Regions from separate parts of the Capra hircus genome. Here region 2 is linked to region 1. The links are chromatin contacts, called in public Hi-C maps. All regions are on one chromosome and are shown on one strand. The core of a region is the stretch at or near the end of the contact, and the rest is flanking DNA. Distances in the headings are between cores, read along the strand shown.

The links. Hi-C and Micro-C count contacts between places; a contact is called where the count stands out from the background.
Region 2: a contact with region 1 is called in a Hi-C map of blood, with 2.4 times the contacts expected there. The contact joins the promoter of KLF6 here to the enhancer-like site in region 1. A contact is called at or near these places in 2 of 5 Hi-C or Micro-C datasets (both in blood).

The regions. Positions count from the first base shown.
Region 1 is chr13:43,939,258-43,942,600 of ARS1.2, forward strand. No RefSeq gene overlaps it. Among named protein-coding and RNA genes, the nearest start is that of KLF6, 68 kb to the right of the region's middle. Within about 2 kb of position 1,829, at least 1 of the 5 cell types and tissues checked has an H3K27ac peak or open chromatin away from gene starts, as enhancers often do.
Region 2 is chr13:44,007,056-44,010,398 of ARS1.2, forward strand. It overlaps KLF6 (Krueppel-like factor 6), which reads left to right and starts at 1,608. Exons shown (of 5, transcript XM_018057331.1): 1 at 1,608-1,959.

The DNA.
Region 1 (3,343 bases), core at 579-3,078:
ATTATAGACTTTCAGAGAATATTTGCGTTGTTTCCTTCTACTGGACTGTCAGATTTTTCTACAGCATTTGAAACCATCATTTATAAAAGGACATATCTATATGTACATATAACAACATGTGCAGAAGAAGCTGGGGAGAGCTTATGCTACTTCAGTGTTGTTTGTTAGATACAATGAGATGAGAGTCAAGAGTAATAGAACTATGTAATACTTACTGAACATTGGTATGCGCCATGTGCTACTCTTAAGACCATAACTGTTGTGACCTCACGTGCCCCTCACCATGCGAGGATGACACCATTGTCACCCACATTTTTTACATACTAGTTTATCATTGACAATCAAGGAATTTTCCATGGTAAGCAAGCACTATTGGAAAACTGGCTACCTCATTTTCCAAAGGAAACTGATTTTGTTATAATTCTATTGCTATTTTTGAGGAGGGCAAGTAGACTCATTGTGATTCACTATGAGGTTGGTGCCAGTGGAGTGAATGTATTTAATACAAATAAAAATGAAAATAATCTTATGTTTGCATGGACTTATTAGAAACTGCTATCCCTTTGATTCTTGGAAGCTTATACAATCCTCGACAATGAGATCATAAGTAAAGAAAACCCAAGTGACAAAATCCCCTAGAAAGCCCTGGATTCTCTTTTAGACCGTTCAAATACAATTTCCTTTTAAAATATCTCAGAAAAGAGCAAGTTGCCATTCAAAGGTTTCCATGAAAGAAACACTGCTATTAAGATATAACCATTAAAACACCAACAAGTTTCAGAAGTATAAGAGAACAGAAAACCAAGCACAGTTTCATCTGAGAAAACCTAACTGGATTTGTTATGCTGTCTACATAACAAAAGGAAATGAAAACATACTTTCTTAGAGAATTCCAAAACATTCAGTATATTGTATTTTCTGATAATTATGATATACAGCCAGAATCTCTAGTTGTTTGTAGATGAGTCATTGAACTTCTAGTTGGCATATTAAACTATTTCTGATGATCAGTTCAAATTCTATTACACATTTTTCCTAATACAACTGAATCACTTTGATCCTTGGACTCATTGCTGTTCATTCATTAAGGCGTGTCTGACTCTTTTTGAACCCATGGACTGCAGCACACCAGGCTTCCCTGTCCTTCACTATCTCCCAGAGTTTGCTCAAACTCATGTCCATTGAGTCAGTGATGCCATCCTACCATCTCATCCTCTGTCTCCCCCTTCTCCTCCTGCCCTCAATCATAGGAGAGTCAAATCAGCTGATTTGAATAGATGCTCTTCTGCATCTTTCCGGATTTGTCCTGTATCCAAAAGGAAGAGGAGTACCACATTTGGTCTCTGAGACGGACCCAAGAGATTTCAGCCAGCCCAGTCTCTCCATCTCACAAAGAAGTCATGTGCTATGTGTGTGCTACGTCACTGCAGTCATGTCAGACTCTTTGTGACTCTACAGACTGTAGCCTGCCAGGCTCCTCTGTCCATGGGATTTTCCAAACAACAATATTGGAGTGGATCACCATGCGTTCCTCCAGGGGATTTTCCTGATCCAAGGATCAAACCCACAAGGAGGCCAAGTTCAGCGAAACTGGATGGTCTGGATCTTGTATTAGAACAGGAACCCCAAATACATCAAGGTAGTTTGGGCACCCACTCTTACAAGAACTGGCCCCTAATTGGGGTCTTAATAAATCTGAGGAAAACTCTGATTTGGGGACTGTAGTTCTTTCTCATTAAAATGTGGTCCCTGGACCAGCGCCTTTGGCATTACCCAAGAATTTGTCAGCCACACAGAAACGCAGTCCCCACGCAGACTTGTGAACCCAAATCCACGTCTCAGCAAGGTCCTGGGAACTTGTTTGTACACGAGAGGCTGAGAAACACTGGTGAAACCACACTTCAAGGGTGGCGAGGAAGAAAGGACCTCTTCTCAGGGGCTTTCCACATAACAAGGCTGCTGCCTGTGGGGGCATCTTTGGGAGGTCTGAACGCCAACTTCCCCTGGACTGAAGAGTTAAAGCTGCCTGCTGCAAGAGGGCAGGAGCCAGCCCAGTGAAAGCTGAAGAAGCTTGATCAGGGCAGAATGTCCACAGACACATCTCCTTGCAGCACTACAGGGGAATAGGGCTCTTTTTGACCCCAAATTCTAAATTATCAAAAAAAAAAAAGAGGAAATGTCAGTAAATCACAATGACCACCTCTTAGCCTAGTCACCATCTTGCTTGTTTGTATCTCCAACCTCCCAACAATGCTGCACACTGGGTATTATTTTCCTGATTTTATAGATGAGGAAACAGAGGCTCAGAGGAGTTGAAATCACAGGCTTCAAATCCTGCAGCTTGGATGTCGGAGCTGAGTTGGGCTAGCTCGGAGTCTGGCCACCCCCAGCTCTCCACCCAGGGTGCAGTGAGTCTCAAGTTCGACATCAGCTTCTGTCATTATTAGGGGCTTTCCAGGGGGCTCAGATGGTAAAGAATCTGCCTGCAATGCTGGAGACCTGTGTTTGCTTCCTGGGTTGGGAAGATCCCCTGGAGAAGGGAATGGCAACCCACTCCAGTGTTCTTGTCTGGAGAATCCCAAGGACAGAGAAATCTGGGGGGCTACAGTCCATGGGGTCATAGAGAGTTGGACAGGACTGAATCGACTAATACTTCTCTGTCATTATGGATGACACATTTCCACACAAGGGAGCAAACCAACTCAACTTTGCAAATGACTAGATTATACCCCTATCTCAGGACCCTTCCTGCTAAAATTGAGATGGCTTAATTAGGTCCCATTCGTTTATTTTTGTTTTTAGTTTCATTATTCTACGAGGAGGGTCAAAAAAGATCTTGCTGCGATTCATGTCAAAGACCTTTCTTCCTCTGTTTTCCTCTTAAGCTTTTATAATATCTGGACTTACATTTAGACGTAGGTACCCTGCCACGTGTAAAACAGACAGCTAGTGGGAAGCGGCTGTTTCAGGGAGCCCAGCTCGCGGCTCTGTGATGACCTGGAGGGGTGGGCTGGGCTGGGAGTGGGAGGGAGGCTCCAGAGGGAGGGGTACAGGTATACTTAGAGTTGATTCCCTTTCTTGTACAGCAGGAACTAACACAATACTGTAAAGCAACTCCACCCCAATTTAAAAAATCTTTTTAGATTGAGATGGGAACTCATTTAAATGTGTTCTTCAAGGAAGACATATTCAAAAGGAGAGTGAAGAGCAGGCTTCTGAAACACCGTGCTAAATGAGGCAGAGCTCAGAGCACTAAGATGCAGACGTGTGCAGCCCAGCAGCCTTTTACAAACATCTAACAGGACGTCGGACACGACTGAGCTACTGAACTGAACTGAACAGG
Region 2 (3,343 bases), core at 358-2,857, 68 kb after region 1:
AAATGAACATTATGGTATATTTCAGGAGATAATTTATATAGCAAAAAAAAAAAAAAAGACATACATTAAATGTCAGCTCAACATAACTTGAATTGTTTTCACATTCACTAGGGACAAGTCTAGTTGTTAATCTTCATGAGGGTCTCCAAATGGGTCTTGGAATGAGGACTGCTCTGCGGTAGGCGACAAGTACAATGACAATGTCTATATCCCTGTAGACAACAAGCACAGGGACAGTGTCTAGAACCCCCATTTCCCAGACTTCAGTGGCAACAGATTCACCTGGAGAGCTTGATTAAAACACAATGGCCGGGACTCTGTAGGTTTGGGATCAGACCCTGGGTTTCTAAAACATACACAGCTGGTGTGGATGGGGGACCCTACTAAGATCGTTATAGGCTCCCTCTATTTATAACCCCACCTGCCCCAACAAGATGCCCCCTTTTTAAAAATAAAAATGTGTTCGGGAGAATCAAGAGTGTACATAACCCCCTCAAAAGCCAGGAGATCCAACTTGGGTCTTCCAGGCCACTCTGCTCCTGTAGGTTAGGCAGGCAGCGGGGTGAGGATGTGGCACCACCGTGGTCCCCCAGGTAAGTGCCCTGTCCTTGTGAGGGAGGCTTAAGGGGGAAACTCAGATTCATATACAACACAGCCCGGCGACTAGGGCCCTCCTGTCCCTCAGCACACCTGTAGGGCTGGTCAGCCCCCCACTCCGGGGTCACAGGTGCCACCTGGGGACAGAGGGGGATGGAACGGGGAGGGAGGGGGACACAGCGCGGGTGGTGGGTGCAGATGGAAACGGGGCAGGTACAGAGGGATAATGGAGCGAAAAGGAGGGGGGAAAGAGGGTGACGGACGGGGATGGAGACGGGAATCTACAGCTGGGGCAGGAGGGGGCACCGAGAGGGTGGAAGGACGGAGGGGGCACCGAGAGGATGGAAGGACGGAGGGGGATAGAGAACGGCCGGCCAGCCCGAGGTCGGAGCGAGGGACAGAGGAGATCCAGCCGCGCTCCCCTCAGCTCGGCGGAGGGTCAGGGGACCAGGGCCCGGGCGACAGACCCGACGAACGTGGACCAGGGCTGAGGGGACAAGGACGGGGACACGACGACGGGGAAACCAGGGCCGGGCCCGGGCGATCAGCCCGACGGACAGGGACCAGGGCTTCGGGGACGAGGACGGGAAGACCGGGGCCAAGACCGGGACCGGGACCGGGACGAGAAGGGCAGGGACACCGGGTCCCCTCGGCCCGACCGGCTGCGGCGCACGCAGCCTCTCGGCCGCGCACCTCCCAGCTCCGACTCCTCCGGCGCGAGACGGCCCGCGCCTTATATACCCTGCTAAAAATAGCCTGCGAAACCGCCTCCCAATCAGAACCGGCCGAAGTTCGAATTCTGCCAATGGAGAAGGCGGTGATGGAGAGGCTCGGTCACGCCAGGCGGGGCCGCGGTGAGCCGCCGCCCGCGATTGGCCAGAGCTGACATCATCGCCGCGCAGCCCCCGGGCCGGGAGCGGCGTGATTGGGCGGCGCGCGGGGCGGGCGCGGGCGAGTCACGTGGGGAGGCGGCGGCGGGGGGAGCTGGGCGGGGAGGAGGGGAGGCTGGCAGCGGAGCTTTGAATAGGGAAGTTTTGCAGGGGTTACGTTTGCAGTCAGTCCGGTGTTTGCAAATATTGTGCGGGCTCGCGAGCGCGTCTCCGGGCTCCGGCCAGGACCCGAACCCGCGGCGCCTAATCGCTGCGCACTTGAGTTTGCATGAACTTCCCCGGCGCTGCAGGCACGGCCGCCGCGCTCCCGACTGCAGACCGCACGCCTCCCTGTTTTTACAGCAGCGGGGACGGTCTCTTCCAACCCGACATGGATGTGCTCCCAATGTGCAGCATCTTCCAGGAACTCCAGATTGTGCACGAGACTGGTTACTTCTCGGCGCTGCCCTCCCTGGAGGAATATTGGCAACAGGTAAATAAGGATTTTCGTGAGCCAGGTGTCCCGGTGCGCCGAGCATGGAGTGCGTGCATGCACCCGCAGGACGGTGTGTGCTTGGAGGTGCAGTTCTTTTTCTTCTTTTTTTAATGGTTTGGGTAAATTTTTTTAAAAAAATTAAGATAATTATTGTTAAAACGTACTTTTGCCTCCGGCGCAGAAGGCACTTTAAAGGGGCCTTTCAGAGCGTGGAGCGGAGTTGTCATCTGAGTGGGGCGCAGCGGCGCCGGGCGCTCCCCGTGTTCTTGCTGTTTTCTGGGGCTGCTGAACCGTCTTCCCGAGCGTAGACCCAGCTCCGCGGCCTGATCTCGGCCCCAGCCCTTGGCAGAAGTTTGGTGCTTGTTCCAGCTCCAGGCTCTCCACAGCTGGACCTGGTCATATGAACCCGCATGTACTGCCAAGGCTATTTTTTCTTCTTCTTCTTTTTTTTTTTTTTAGGGATTTTGTTTTCGTTTTGCCTTTTTGGTGTTTGTACATACAGGTTTTTCTTTCTTTTTTTACTTAAGAGTTTCACCAGCGAAACACCCACAAGCTCCTTTTCTCTACCAGGCCATTTTTAGTTTCTTTACCTTGGGAATCCTTAAGATTTGCCTCCATCTGCCTTGTTTTTCTTACCTGCTTCTTTTGTTGACCAGAAAAAAAAAGGGGGAGGGGGAACCAATGTTTGCACAACCAGTGACTTATCAGTCATATGACAATGAGCCTGTCCGAATTGCTTCTAGTCTCAGTTTGGGAAGAGGAGTCTGTTTCCGGCATTTTTTAGTGGAATTGGAATTTGGGGCATTGGACATTTGAAAAACTCAATTTTCCCCCCTTCTCCTGCGTTAGGATTGCCTGAAAGGAGAGAGATTCTGACACTTGTCCCATTGTCTTTAAAAGATAGGAGGGTTTGGGGTTGTCTCTGCCCTACTAGGCTGATTGCTTTTTGTCACAAAGTGAATTAGCAGATCGCACATATTCTGTGGGTTTCAAAGCTTAGAAGGCTTTTAAGGGGGATGAAATGCAAAGTGGAACAACCTTCACATGCCTGCCTCATTGTTCACAGCCCTCCCTTCCCTCTCCCCTCCCAGCTTTTCCTACTAAAGAAGCTTCCTAGGATGTGATTGAAATCGATCTAAGTAGTTTCCTTGGGCATTTGGGATTTGGGCCACAAGCCAGGCTGAGCTCTGGGTTGCCTTCAGAGGCTTTTAAACTCTCCCCAAGAGCTTCATTCTGGTCCCCAGTGCTCCTAGGCATAATGGGGATTTTAAATTAGCCAGATTATTAAAGTTTAACAAGGTCTCAGTAAACATGCTTTCCTTTTCCTTTGGAACATCCATAAGATACCTTGCCAGTCTCTCCTCAGAACACTGGAGGGTGC